Regions from separate parts of the Ovis aries genome. Here region 2 is linked to region 1. A link is a contact called in public Hi-C data. All regions are on one chromosome and are shown on one strand. The core of a region is the stretch at or near the end of the contact, and the rest is flanking DNA. Distances in the headings are between cores, read along the strand shown.

Region 1 (7,116 bases), core at 2,392-4,891:
AGCCACTCCTGCTGCTCTGACCTGGATTTCAACCTAGGCTCAGCTGTCACTTCCTGTCCTGGAGTGACCCTTTCCCACTCCAGGGTCCTTCTCTCCGGGTTTCCGATGTCCTGCTAAGAGTATATTTCTGATACTCCTGGGAGAAAGAACAAGAGGAAAGGGGCTGAAACTGCAGCTGGAGGGACTCTGGTTAGACATAAGGTAGAACTTCCCAACTGTGGGAACTGTAACAAACACCTGGGCGGGTGGAGGAAGTGAAGTTATGGAATCTCCTCCCTTGAGCAGCGTGAAGAACAGGACGAGCAGTCACCAGCCTGGGTGGGGTGCAGGAGTACAGGCAGGGTGACCTCTGGGAGCCATGCTTAGGGCCGGGGATCTGGTCAGGAAGGAGCGGAGGGGATCAGCTGTTAGCTCTGGCCTTCTAGATGCTGGTGCGGGTGTGGGAGAAGGTGCAGAAAGAGGCTGAAGGGGGCAGAGGCTGTGCCTGTTTATTTAAATATGGTGATAAGGGGAATTTTAAGGTGTTTTCGAGTTTCCAAAGCAGGGTGTGGGGAGGTGAGCCCTGTAGCTGGAGTCAGCAGACCGACTTGGGTCCTGTTGCACCACTTAGAAGCCGTGATGCTCTAGGCAGGTTTCTTCCCCTTTCTGAGTGCTAGTTCCCTCCTCCGTTAAACTGGAACGATAATGCAGATTAAAGGCGGTGGCACTCTGAAAAGGGGCTTTACAGAAAGTATTATGATATATCAGGATATGTGGCAGACTGGGCAAGGGTTATTATGACAACAATTATGGTGCTTTTGTTTTCAATGCAAACTATGCCCCAGGCCTAAGGTCTTTTAATCCTTACAACAACTCTATTATTATTATTATTATCTTTTTGACCGTGTCCTGAGAACCCGGGCCCTCGACCATGAGAGCACGCAGCCCTAACCACTAGCCTGCCAGGAAATTCCCACAACCACCCTATTTTGTCGCCCATTTTACAGATGAGGAGCCTGAGGCTCATAGAGGTGACGCAAATTGTCTGAAGTCACATAACCAGCTGGAACCTGACTCAAGGCTTAAATCCCATATGATTTCAGTCCGGTATCCTGCACTTCCCCCTGCAGCCTATAACTGGCTGAGAAGGCATTTTACAGACTGTGAAGGATGAATATCGTCATCATATTATTTTTTAAAGTAATTGCGGTTCATTCGTTTCCTCCGGTGGGAGCAGCAGCTTCTGGTCCTGCCACTAGAGGGCAGCAGAGCCCGGGGGTCCTGAGGGTGGCGCTCCTTCCAGCTCGGGTCCCGGCTTGAGCCCCCGACGCCTGGCTGTGTGTTGGGGGGGCGGGCCCAGGGCAGCGGCCGGCAGGGGCACCGGCGGGCACAGCCTTTGGGAAGTCGGAGCGCCCGCCCAGTCCTGACTCGGCTCGGAGAGGAGAAATCTGGCAGCGGGACGGCGGCTGGCCGCGGCACCTCCTCCGGGTGCTGACCCTCCCGCACCCTCCACCTGCCGACCAGGGCCGGGGCCGGAGCCCTGGCCCTCCCCAGAAGCCCCGGAACCCAGGGCATCGGCCTCGCAGGGCTCCCTTTGGACCGTCAGCTCCTGAAGACTTCAGGGGTCCCAGCGCGGGCCGAGCTCTCAGGAGTGCTTAAGGCTTACTGAATACACGTACGTGGGGGGTGTCCAAGCTGGGCCCAGAGCCCCTTCCTTCTGAGACTGCCCGAAGGTGGACTGAAGGGGAAGGGAGTGTTCCTAAGACTGAAAGATGCTTATCCCCAGAGGACCTGGAGAGCGGGCCTTGGCCCTGGGATGTCCAAGTCTTTACACCAAGGTCTCGGCTGCACAATGGCACGTTAAAGTCTCCACCATGCATGCATGCCGCTAGGTTGCTTCTTTGCGTCCGACTCTTTGTGACCCCATGGACTGTAGCCCAGCAGGCTCCTCGGCCCACGAGAGTCTCCAGGCAAGAATACTGGAGAAGATTCCCACGCTCTCCTCCAGGGGATCTTCCCGACCCAGGGGTTGAACCCACGTCTCCAGCATTCACAGTCGGGTTCCGCCAGCACCACCCAGGGAGCCCAGATCACACCACTTCATCAGCATCGATTACCCCCTGAACAACCTCCTTAATTACCCCCTGGAACAACCTTCTGGGCAGGTTCTGTATATACCTTTGACATTTTTCAAAGGAGGCGACAGAGGCTCGGAGAGAAGAAGCAACTTGCCTGAGGTCACACAGCAAATAAGAGGCAGAGCCTCTTTGGACACAGGCCCACCTGACCTCGGGCCTGCTCCCTGAAGCCTTCCGCTGTGACAGCCACTTCCTACCGGCTCTGCAGCGATGCCCCGCTCAGGGGGCCCATGCTCATCCACCAGCCGCCGTGGTCCTCACAGCGGCTCTGTGAGGGGCAGACTGGGATGGGAGCCAGCGCCCACGGGGGGCCGGGGCCCGCGTGGCCTGGCGCTCCGCCTCCTCCTGGCTCCGCGTTCAGCGACCTGAAGCAGGCACCGCGAGCCACGCGGGTGCCTTCCAGAAACTGCCCGCCCGCCTGCCCGCTCCCAGTCAGCGCCCCGCACGGAGCCGGCGGTCATCGGCCACCAGCAGGCCCCTTCTGAACGGGAGCGCCCCCTCTTAGAGAGGAGACGGACGTACCGAGGCGCCTGCGGGCCCTCTCTGCCCTGCGGCCAGGCGTCAGCCCCGCTGCCTGGCTGCGCCCCGCTCTCCCCCCGGGCTCACGCTCTGCCTGCTGTGGGACGCTGCCCTCTGCAGCAGCGTGCCCCGATCCTCTTCCCCTCCTGGTGGTGACAAGTGCCAGGACTGCCTGCTGGGCCCCAGCTCTCCTCCTTTGGCCTGGGGGCTGGGGTGCTCTTGACCTCGCTTCTTTTATTGAAATGTGTATTTGTTTGGCCGTCTCAGGTCTGAGTTGGCAGCGGGATCCTTCACTGGCATGTGGGCTCAGCTGCGCCAGGCCAGGTGGGACTCAGTTCCCCGACCAGGGATGGAACCCGAGTCTTCTGCATTGGAAGGTGGCTTCTCAACCCCTGGACCACCCCGCAAGTCCCTCCTGGCCCCTCTTCGTGACTGCGGGTGAAGCCTTGTGCCCAGTGGGTGGTGGGATGCCTCAAACCTGACTTTGATGCCCCTCCAGCTGTGACCCCAGCAGCACGGCATCAGTGGCCAACAAACAGGACTGGCAGCCGCCTGCAGGGTGGGGCAGCGCGAGGCTTCGCGGAAGGCTGGGGCAGAGGCGCCCTGGAGGCTGTGTTGCTTGGCAGACCAGTGCTGGGTGGCACTGGTCACCAACGGCCCCTAGAGTCAGTCCTGCAGCCACTCTGGCTGCTGGGTCCAGAGGGTTTGGGGTCCCAGCTGGTAGGCGGAGCTCCCGGAAGTGCGGCAACGGCGGCGGGCTGGGAGGAGCACAGGGCAGGGCAGTGGCGCGCACACCCTTTCCCCAAACAGGTGCGTCCTCCCAGACATCCCGCCGCAGCTGCTGGTTTCCAGGAAAAGGCCGATGCGATCGCTGAGTCGGCGGCTCGAGGCTGGTGTCACCTTGCAGCTCCGCAGGATGAGTCTGCTGCTTCAAGGGCCCAGCAGGGCCTGCCCAGGAGCCCCGGGCCTGGCCAGCTTCCCGTTACCCGCCCCGTGCCATTGTTCCCGCCTGGTTGCCAGCCCTGTGCTCTCCTGCCTGGCCTCTGGCCCAAAGGGCACCTCAAGCCCCACAGCAGCCTGGCTCCGATTTCCCAGATGCCAGACTTGCTCACACTGGAGCAGAAGCAGGGTTCAGGAGACTTGTGGTTTGAATTTCCGGACCACCCAGACCTGCTCCGTGGCCTTGGGCAAGCCCCTTTCCCTCTCTGAGCCTGTTTCCTCATTGTTGACAGGCAAGTTGTCACCCTACTGGGCCTTGCTGTTCAAAGGAAAGGCAGGGGCCTGAGGTGCCGGCGGGTGGGAGGTGCTCAGGAAATGGTTCTTACATGCTCTCCCCCCGCGTGACCTGTTCTCCCAGGGCCTGTGGGGAAGAAGGAAGCAGTGGGCCCTTTGCAGAGGGCCCACCTGATCAGCACATAGTCGTAATACTCATCACACAGCGCCATGGTTCACTAGGGAAATGGGTCCGAGCTTCCGTCTCCTACACTGGCCGGCTCTGGGCTCCTGGCATTAGGGGAGCCAGGTGTGGTAGGAAGTGGGCACTGCCAGGGGCCACCGTCTGGGTGAGGTCAGGACTTGAAAGAATCCGGCCTGTCCAAGAGGGGGACTGGCAAGGCTGCCTGAGGTGGGCGTCGGGGGAGGCCTGGCCCTCCCCTCTCCGGGGCAGCTCTGGGTGGCGGCCCCTGGCCAAGGAGCCCCGCTGCAGCTCAGTGCCCACATCCTGCTCCACGTGGTAGCTCGTCACCCCTGCTCCAGACAGCGGCTTCTTGTGTGTTTGGGGCTTCAGAGGAATTAATGAAATTGTCATGTAATTAGCAACGTGGTGGGCACCGTCTGGGACTGGCAAGGGGAGCTGGGAAGCGGGGGAGGGGGCCTGGGAGCTGGGATTGCTCAACCAGTGACCAGTGAAGAGGGCGGAGTGGGAAGTAAGTGGTGGGTTGAGTAAAGCGTGAATCAGTGAATGGATAAGTGAGTGAGTGAACTGATGGGTAAGCTAGTGCCCGAGCGACATTAGCAAACACTCACACCGCTCTCACTGCAGGCCTAATATGGTGCTAAGCCCTTCCCTTGTCTGAACTCACTCAGGCTTCCCCAGAGGTAAGCTGAATTATTGCCTCCACTTCACCAAGGCACAGAGAAATTAAGTAACTTACCCCACGTCCTGCAGCTAGTAAGTGACTGACCTGGGACTTGAATGCGTGCAGGCTGGCTCCGGAACCTTTGGGTACCAAGTGGGAGCACAGCCCCAGGACTAGGAAGAGAGTCCACAGCTGGGTGGTGCGAGGCTGGGTTTTGCAGTCTGGTCCCGGAGGCTTCAGACTTGACGTTATTGGGGAGGTCATTCTTTCATTCATTCCACACGTCTGCTGGTCGCTTGGTCATCCGTTCACTCAGCGCTAGCGCTGGGTGAGCGTACTGATCTTATTCTGCCCTGGCAAATTTTGTCCTTTGGGGCTCAGCTCAGGTGCCACCTCCTCCAGGAAGCCTTTTCTGATTTCCTCTGCAGAGTGCCCAGGCTCTTGGAGTTCCCCTCTTTTGGCCGTGCCACACGGGACGCCAGATCTTAGTTCCCTGACCAGAGATCGAACCTGTGCCCCCTACAGAGGAAGTGCGGAGTCTTAACCACTGGGCTGCTGGGGAGCCCTCCCTCAGCGTTGTCTCCCCCTCTGCTTGCTTCCCTCTTCCGCTGGGCAGTGCTTTTGTCTCTGAGCTCTTGGGATACTGTGGGTGCTCAGCAGAAGCTTGACCCTGTTGCTGCCGGGCCTCCTCCCGGGAACTGCCAGGGCCCTGCTCCCTGCTACTTCCTCTCCTCCTTCGAGCCAGGATGCTCCAGTGTCTAGGCACCCCTCCCCACCCCCCACACAAAGACCTTCCCATCCTGCTGTTGAGTGGAAAGTCCCGGTGCTGGCTCTAGCTGGGGGCCCCGGTCAGCAGGGCTGGGCTTCTCCCATGCCCCGGGAGGGCACTGGGCCCGCCCTAGCTCAGCACCGGCAGCAGCCTCTCCCTTTTTGCTTTCGAATTCCTGGGGCCTGCGTCACCTCCCTCCTGGTCCCCACTGGCCCTCCCTGGCTTTGCTTCCTTCCTCCCCTTGCTTGACCAGGCTGGTCTGCGCCAGGGCGCTGGGCCAAGCCTGTCCCTCCTGCGGCCCACCTGCCAGGACCTGAGCCTGGGAGCCGGGAGCCCGGAGACTGGGGTGGAACACAGGGAGGTCGGGAGCCCTAACCAGCTCCTCTGCAGAGCGGATGGAGGGCAAAGCTTTGTGCTCTTCAGGGACTCACAGGCTGGAGGTCAGGACTAGTTGTCTTTGAGGCTGGGGGAGCCAAGCGGGGCAGGCTTGGTCCCAGCCCGGGCGCCCAGCACAGGTCAGACCTAATTCAAACTCTCCTCAACTGGGGCTCTTCTTAAAAAAATAATAATAATAATTCCTCGGCTGCATGGGGTCTCAAGTGTGGCACAGACTGTGGAGTTCGGGCTTGGCTGCCCCACGACACGTGGGATCTTGGTTCTCCAGTCAGAGATCGACCCTCTGTCTTTTGAATCGCAAGGCAGACCTCCAACCACTGGACCGCCAGGGAAGTCCCCCCACCTGAGAGTCTTTTTTTAATTTATTGATTTTTAATTGAAGGATAATTGCTTTACAGTTACTGTGTTGGTTTCTGCCAAACAACAACATACCTGGGAGTCTTTTCTTTCTTATTTGCTTCTGGCTGCGCTGGGTCTTCGCGGACGCGTGGGCTTTTCTCCAGCTGCGGTGCGCGGGCTTGTGGCCTCTCTTGTTGTGGAGCGCGTTCTAGGTGCACAGGCTTCAGTGGCTGTGGAGCCTGGGCGCAGCAGTTGCAGTTCACAGGCTTAGCTGCTCCGTGGCCTGTGGAAGCTTCCTGGTCCAGGGATCGAACCTGCGTCCCCTGCGTTGGCAGGCGGATTCTTCACCACTGGGCCACCAGGGAAGCCCGACCTGGGAGTCTTGAGTAAGCAGGGCGGTAGGCCTCAAACTTGAACTCTAGTGCCTCAGAATCACCCAAGGACCTTGACCAAGACGCAGAGTCCTGGGCCCCATGCCCTGAGTCAGTGGACCTGAGGCAGAGCCCAGGAGTCTGAATTTGGAGGCTGCTTCCTGGCGATTCAGGTGCAGGAGGCCCGCAGTGGCGAATGAGGCCCACAGCTTGAATAAGGTCAGACAGACAGGGATCCTACCCCCAGCTGCACCTCTCGCCCGCCCTGTGGCTGACCTTTGCGAACTGCGCTGCCCAGTTTGGTTGGCACTAGCCACAGGTGGCTGTTTATATTTAAATTAATTGAGATGGAATGAAATGAAAGCCAGTTCCTCGCGGGCGTCGGCCACATTCCCAGTGCTCGGTAGCCCCAGGTGGCGGGTGGCCTCCGCGTGGCGCGGGGCAGATGTGGAACACCGCTCATCACTCCATCCATAGGCCGCTCTCGTGGACAGCACCATTCTAGAATGTCAGCTCCACGGAGGCAG
Region 2 (7,116 bases), core at 3,045-5,544, 96 kb after region 1:
GCCGGGGCCGGCCCACCCGTGTCACCAGCACCCATCACAGCGTCTCCTCCGCCACCTGGGAGCCCCCTGCGGAACTTACCTTTTTCCGTCTCCCGGTCCCACCCAGTCGTGAGGGAGGAGGGGGAGCTCTCACTCGGCGTGTGGCTCACTCACTCTGGCTGGAAGCCCCCGGGCCCGACGCTGGACTGCAGAGTGGGCACCGTCTGAGGCCAGCTGTGCGCGTCTTGCTCAGGTGTCTCAGAAAGGGCCCCAGCCCTGGTCCTCAGGACGCCCGGGCCAGGCTGGGCCTCCGGAGAGGTAAGGCGCCGCACTGGGGGCCTCATCCGGGCTTCCACAGCCCCTGGCCCGCGCCCCAAGGGTGACTGGAAGGGAGGCTGGAGAAGGAGGATGGGGCTTCCCAAAGCCCTTTGGATGAAGACGAGATCCCAGCACCTGGGGATCCGGGCCCATGGCCTGGCCAGCTCTGCTGCCCCACCAGCTCACCCTCTGCGTGCCAGCCACCCAGGCCTGGCGGGGAGGGAACGGTGCGGGGCAAGGGGAGCCACACGCAGAAATAGCTCAGGTCAGGGAGGCCAGCAGTGCACGGCCGTTCCCGCTGAGTGTGGCAGAAGGAGAGCTGAAGGCCAGCTCGAGGAAGAAGCACACACTCGTCCCCCTGAGCACTGGACCCTCCCTCCTCCACACCATCGCCCGTGCTGGTCTCTCTGCCAGGCCGGGTCCCACTCACCTTCCCCTGCAGGCTTATCGCCGTCACCCCCTCTGGACGCTCCCTCCACCTGAGAGACCAGATCAAGTCCTCCTCTTCCACCTTCTCAAGAGCTCTTGTCTAGAACCTTCCAGGGCGCTGAGTCTCAATTTGCCCGGGCCGTTATCAGCTTAATGCCAACCTCCCCCACCAATCTGTTCTCCCTCCCCAGGGAATGTGTCTCCATCACCACCCCACAGCGCCGGGCACATAGTAGGTCTCCTGCTGGATGAAGGAGAGGTGAAATCAGACAGCCCTGGCTGCAACCACTTTCCGGACGTGTGGCCTCGGACAAGTCGCAGGTTCTCACCTTCAGTCAGTGAATATTTACTGAGCGTCTACTAGGTATTATTCTGAGCACCGGAGGTACACCCAGGTCCGTCTGGTTTCCAGTTCTGTTCTCTTTCTGCTTATCCAGCTCTGTCTTTCCTGAGAAAACTGGTGTTGAGGAAGATGTCTGAGGCTGGGAGGTGCGCACCTCCAGTCTAAAGTCTCGTCCTTCCCCACTGGACCCTGGGTGTCATAGATGCCAGTCCCCCTGGGCCCGTCAGCACCCTGCCTCCGAGTCTTTGTGGACATAGAGCCCTCCTTCATCTCTGCATGCCAACATCCCTCTTAACCTTCAAACTTCCACTGTGGGCTCACCCTCGCCTTGACACCCATCCTTCTGACCCTTGGCAGAAGCAGCTCTCCCCCGACCACCCGTGGCTGGTGTGGGGGCGCCCCGCTGGCCACGCTGACCAGAGTTACTTGTGCATGTGGCTCCCTGCACTGCGCTCCCTGCACTGCGCTCCCTGCACTGCGCTGTGCCGCCTCCTGGGACTGGGCGGGGACCGAGTCTGAGTCATCTCTAACCCCCCGCTGGTTGACCTTGACCTCTCTCCCATCAAACCCCGCAGCGTCTCCTCTCCACGCTCCAGCGCCCAGCCTGGGGCCAGGCACTCGGCATGGTGGACGTTCATTGTCCACCAGGAGCAGCGGGGCAGGCCACGCGGAGGGGGTGCTGGCTGGACCCCCCCAAACCATGTTGTGAGAGCACAGTCGGCACTCTCCTCTGGCTCCTCCCCCACCAGGAGCCCCCCTCCCCCATGCACGGCTGGGGGCGGGGGGGGGGGGTGGAAGGTCACCAGGCAGATGGGCTCTGGGCTGAGATGGAAAAGGACAGCCTGGCCCCAGGGAAGGACAGCCACACGTCTCGGCGCTCTCGGGGAATCGTCCGCTTCAGCAGAATTCCAAGGACTGGGAAGGTGAATGTGGGTGTGCTGGGGGGGGGGGGGCAGCCCACCCCCCTGAGGCCCAGTCTCAGCCGAGGGCCGGGGCTGGGCTGACAGGCAGCAGGCCTGTGTTCCAGTCCTCACTCGGACGTCAGCTGGCTGTGTGACCTTGGGCAGGCCCCTGCCCCTCTCTGAGTGCCCATCTGGACAAGGAGAGCAGCAGGCAGTGGAGAGCTGACCAGCGTGAATGCTGAGGCCCGGGCTGGCCAGAGCCCCACCCTGGACTGTCTCTGGCTGGGGAGGAAGTGACCTGGGGTGGCACACTGCCCAGCGTCCCCATGGGCCTCTGTCTCAGGCTGAAGGGGTGCCGTGGGCTCCCCAGGCACCCTCAGCTCCCCGTGAGCCTGGCACCCCCACTACCCCCAGAGCGGCCGGGCCGCCAGCGGGGAGCCTCCGTGGCTGTGACCCAGCATCCTGTGTCCGGGTGAGTCACAGTGCTCCCTCCAGCCGGAGCCAGGTGCCCAGTGCTGGGAGGAAGAGAAAGGACCCCGGCTCCCCTCCCTGGGCTGCAGGCGGACGGGCGAGGTCAGAGCTCCCCTCTAGAGCAGGCTTGGTGGGGAGGGGCTGGGGGTTTGAGGCGGGCAGGGCATGGCGGCCTGGAGCAGCCCAGTCCGAGGGCTGCGCTGCGCTCCAGGACCAGCGTGTCTGTCATGGGCATGCTGGCACCTCCTAGGCGCTTTGCATGCGGCCGCTGAACGGAGTGTCCTCAGCATTCCCGCTGCGTGAGGAAATGCCGCACACCTGCGTTCACCATCACTGCTATTTTTAGCTCTAAGCACCTACTACGGCTCAGTCACTTTGCACAGATTATCTCACGGATCCTTACAGCTATCCCGTGAGAGGCTCAGAGAAGGGAAGCAACTTGTTCCAGGTTGCACAGCGGGTGTGAGCTGAGCCCACGTTCTCACCAGCGGTGGACACCCCTGGCCGGGGTCTCTCCCCACCAGGACTTTTCTCCGGAGAAGGCGCCAGGCCTGAGGAAAGAAGGGGCAGCAGCGCCCACCCCAGCAGCCCACCCCACACCGGCAGCCACCAGGCCTGGATCCTGCCCGGCTGGAGGCCCCAAGCCCCACCACACGGCCACCCCAGCCGCCTTCATCCGTCAGCACCCTGCTGGGCGGGCACCAGGGAACCTGGCTTGCTTACTTGTAAAAGGGGCACCGTGCCATCCAGCCTGCCTGGCACACACGGAGGTGTCAGGATGGAGCGAGGCGGAAGGAGGCGAAAGTGAGCGCTCGGTGCCTGAGGGCTGTGCTGGGCCGCTGGCTGGGGCGCTGGGGTGTCTGAGCACGACGGCGTGTGAATGCAGGTGTGTGTGAATGCGAGTGCGTGTGAATGCGGGTGTGAATGCGACTGCGTGTGAATGCGGGTGTGAATGCGAGTGCGTGTGAATGCGGGTGTGTGTGAATGCGAGTGCGTGTGAATGCGGGTGTGTGTGAATGTGTGTGTGAATGCGGGTGCGTGTGAATGTGTGTGTGAATGCGGGTGCGTGTGAATGTGAGTGTGTGTGAATGGGGTGCGTGTGAATGTGCGTGTGAATGCGGGTGTGAATGCGAGTGTGTGTGAATGCGACTGCGCGTGAATGCGAGTGTGTGTGAATGCGGGTGTGTGTGAATGCGAGTGTGTGTGAATGCGAGTGTGTGTGAATGCGGGTGTGTGTGAATGTGTGTGTGAATGCGGGTGTGTGTGAATGCGAGTGTGTGTGAATGCGGGTGTGTGTGAATGCGAGTGTGTGTGAATGTGGGTGTGTGCGGTGGTGAGCGTGTGGGTGAAGCATATGTTCACACGTGCAACTGTGCGTACGTGCACTCACGGGTGGGCATGTGAGAGGGTGAGTGTGAGTGATTAGAGGGGCCCCGGTCACCCGCCCTCAGGCGCCCGAGGGGACCGCAGGCCCTGACCCTGACCTACCTACCGGCTCACCGTCCCCACCGGCTACATCCCCGGCCCTGGCCCATCGACCCCCAGTGGGGGGCTGACGGGCTCGCAGGAGCCCTGGGCAAGGCCCGTGACCCCTCCGTTTCTTCCCTGCAAAGCGGTTCACCGCCGGCCGTGCGCTGCGCCCGGCTGGCCGGATGCTGGAGCCCCCCCGCCCCCGCCGCCCGTCCCTGCCCTTCGCCCCGCGCCGCGGGGTCCCCGCCGCCAGCTTCGCCTCCGCGCTCAGCGCCGCCCCCGCCGCGCGGCCACAGGTGCGCGGGCCGCCGGGGCTCGGCCCCCCCGCGCTGACCGCGGCGAGGCGGTGCCAGGCTAGCGGGCGGCGCGAGCCGGACGCCCGGGCGGCGGCGGGAGCCGCGGGCCCGAGCCCTCCCCGCTCGTCCGCGCCGGCGCCGCGCGTGGGCCCCGCGCCCGCGGAGACATGAGCGCCCGGCGGCCCGGCCCCGTGGCCGCGTGATGGGCTCCTGCGTGTCGCGAGGTGAGGGGGCCCGGGCCGTGCCGGGGGAAGGGGCCCCGCGCCGGGTCGCGCGCAGTCCCTCGGCCGCTCCGAGGAGCCTGGGCGGGGGCGGGGGGACCCACCCGCCCTTCCCGGCGGCTGCACCCCACCGGCGCCCTGGGAGACGCGGGGCCCCGCCTGCATCTGCACCCCAGCAGGCGGCGGGAGCCGGGTCTCTCCCTTCCCGGCGGCCGCACACCCCTGCCTGGGGCGGGGGACACGGAGCGTCTGGCGCCCCCGGCCTCTCCGGAGTGACTCGGGGCACTCGCGGCGCAAGCCGACCCTCGTTCCCACGACCCCCCCCCCCCGCCCGAGACACAGGGCCCACCGCTGTCCGCGTACCCCACTCCCTGTCTTCAGACTGAACACCCGCGGCAGGCGTTAGCGGGAGGAACAGGGTCTAAAGAAGACCCCGGCCCCTCCTGCCGGCGCCTCACCCCGCCAGCCTGGTGCGGGGACAGGCGGGGACAGGCGGCCGGCCCGGGAAGCCGCGGCCTGTGTCTCCGCCCGGCTCTCTGCTGCCTGCTGGTGCCTGACCCCTGGCTGTCCCCGGGGTGGAGCAGGGAGCCCCGGGAGCCGCTCTGGGGGGCGGTGGGGTGGGCAGGGAAGGGGTGGGCAGGTGTTGGAGGCTGCGCCGGGTCCCTTCACCCCGCAGCGGGAGCAGCAGGGCTGAGGTGAGGGCGGACAGACCCTGGCTCCCACTCTGCGGTATGAAGCCAAACCCACTGACCCCAGGCACAGCCTTGGGGGGCCACCGCCGCATCCTGCACCCCAGCCCTTCCTCAGGTGTGGAGGGGTAACCAGGCCTGGGTAGGGGCTAGGCAGGCTCCAGGGGACCCGCCCTGGGAGATGAGGGTTGGGGGGGGGGGTAAAGGGCTCTGCCTGGGGGCTCTGCTCACCAGGCCCCCAGGGTTCAGGTAAGTGGCTCAGGATGTCTCAGGAGGGTGGGATCGTGCGTGGGGGCTGGGCTGTGTGAGGTTCTTTCATTCATTCATGAAGCTGACGTCAGCCTGACCCCTACTGTGTGCCAGCCACTGTGTACACACTGCGTGCCTAGAGCCGGTGAGCCCAGCATAGGGTCTGCTCTGGGCCTCCAGCCTGGCCAGAGGGGAAGGTACTATGTAGAGTGGAGAGTACCTAAGTTTCTTTAGAGCCAGCAGGCTCTTGGTGTGTCTGCAGAAGCCCGGAAGGCTGTGCAGGCCCCTGGTATTGGGGTCCCGGGGTCCCCTTTCCTTTGGCCCTCCTGCGCACCCGGCCGTCCTGTGCCAGGCGCCAGAGGCCCGGCCCCAGGAGACTTGCCCGTTAGCCACAGACCAGGGCGGTGCTGTCAGGGCTGGGGCAGGGGCTCGGGTCCTCTGACGCCCCCGTAGCTGGTGGACCCTCTGCCGTGCCCTCTGGGGGCACCCGGAGGTCTGCGCCCTTCCTGCTGTGGTTTGGGCTCCTCGTTGTATATCCTGACCTTGTGCCCTCCTGACGGGGTCTGCCCACTCCCAGTGCCAACATGCCCGCAGGCAAGTTGGATGCAGGTACAGGAAGCGTGAGCTCCCCTTGAGCCGAGGACACCCATCGTCCCATTGCTCTGGCTCGGGGGGTCTGAACCCCTGAGTGGAGGCCACCTGCCCCCCTAGCTGTCCCTGCTCCTCCCAGAGTGCGCGCGGCTCACCAGGGGCTGGTGGGAACGTTCCAGGCTCCACTCGCCAGTCTGGGGTCTGTACTAGCACAGCCCGCATTTTACAGGCAGGGAAACAGTCTGGGGCTGCGTGGTTAAGAAAGAGCAGAAGCGAGCCTTGGACGCGGTCATGCTGGCTTCGGCACCCGTGCCCTTGTTCTCTGTGCCACACAGCCGGCCGTTGGACCCAGGGCTGGCCTGGCCTGCTCCTTCCAGCCCCCGGCCTCTGGATTCCAAGAGCCTCTGAGTCTCCACGTGCTGAGTCACTCAGTCGTGTCTGACTCTGTGCAACCCTATGGGCTGTAGCCCTCCAGGCTCCTCTGTCCACGGGATTCTCCAGGCACGAACACTGGAGTGAGCAGCCATGCCCTCCTCCAACCCAGGAATTGAACCTGCGTCTCTTAATGTCTCCTGCATTGGCAGGCGGGCTCTTTACCACTGGCGCCACCTGGGACGCCCGGGAGCCTCCACAGCAGCCCCCGCACTCCACGTGCCAAACTTGCAGCCCGAAGCCGGGCGAAGCCGCATCCTTCTGCTGCCCACAGCCACCCAGGGCCTGCAGGCGACTGCAGCCGCCCAGCCAAAGCCCAGGCTTCGGGCCACAGCTGGGAGAGCCACCCCACCCAGCCCTGGGCAGCAGTTAGCCCCCTCGAGCCAGCCCTGAGAGGGTAGGAGTGCGAACTCTGGAGCCGGCCGGCCTGCTCTGCCCCCGCGGCAAGTTACTTAACCCTGTGCATGTATCTCAGTGTTCTCATCTCTAAAATGGGAATGGCACTTCCATGGATGTCTTAGGGGTACTGGAAGTGAAAGTGATAGTCGCTCCGTCGTGTCCAGCTCTTTGCGACCTCATGGACTGTAGCCCGCCAGGCTCTCCAGTCTATGGAATTCTCCAGGCAAGAACACTGGAGTGGGTTGCCATTCCCTTCTCCAGTGACCTTCCCAACCCAGGGATCGAACCCAGGTCTCCTGCATTACAGGAGGCTTCTTTACCAGCTGA

What was found. Hi-C and Micro-C count contacts between places; a contact is called where the count stands out from the background.
Region 2: a contact with region 1 is called in a Hi-C map of mixed tissues, with 5 times the contacts expected there. The contact joins the promoter of FAM131C here to the enhancer-like site in region 1. A contact is called at or near these places in 12 of 16 Hi-C or Micro-C datasets (blood, hypothalamus, liver and 6 more).

The regions. Positions count from the first base shown.
Region 1 is chr2:249,611,265-249,618,380 of ARS-UI_Ramb_v3.0, forward strand. No RefSeq gene overlaps it. Among named protein-coding and RNA genes, the nearest start is that of EPHA2, 25 kb to the right of the region's middle. Within about 2 kb of position 3,642, at least 10 of the 54 cell types and tissues checked have an H3K27ac peak or open chromatin away from gene starts, as enhancers often do.
Region 2 is chr2:249,706,284-249,713,399 of ARS-UI_Ramb_v3.0, forward strand. FAM131C (family with sequence similarity 131 member C) reads left to right here and starts at 4,295. Exons shown (of 7, transcript XM_027965693.3): 1 at 4,295-4,432. The coding sequence starts at 4,411.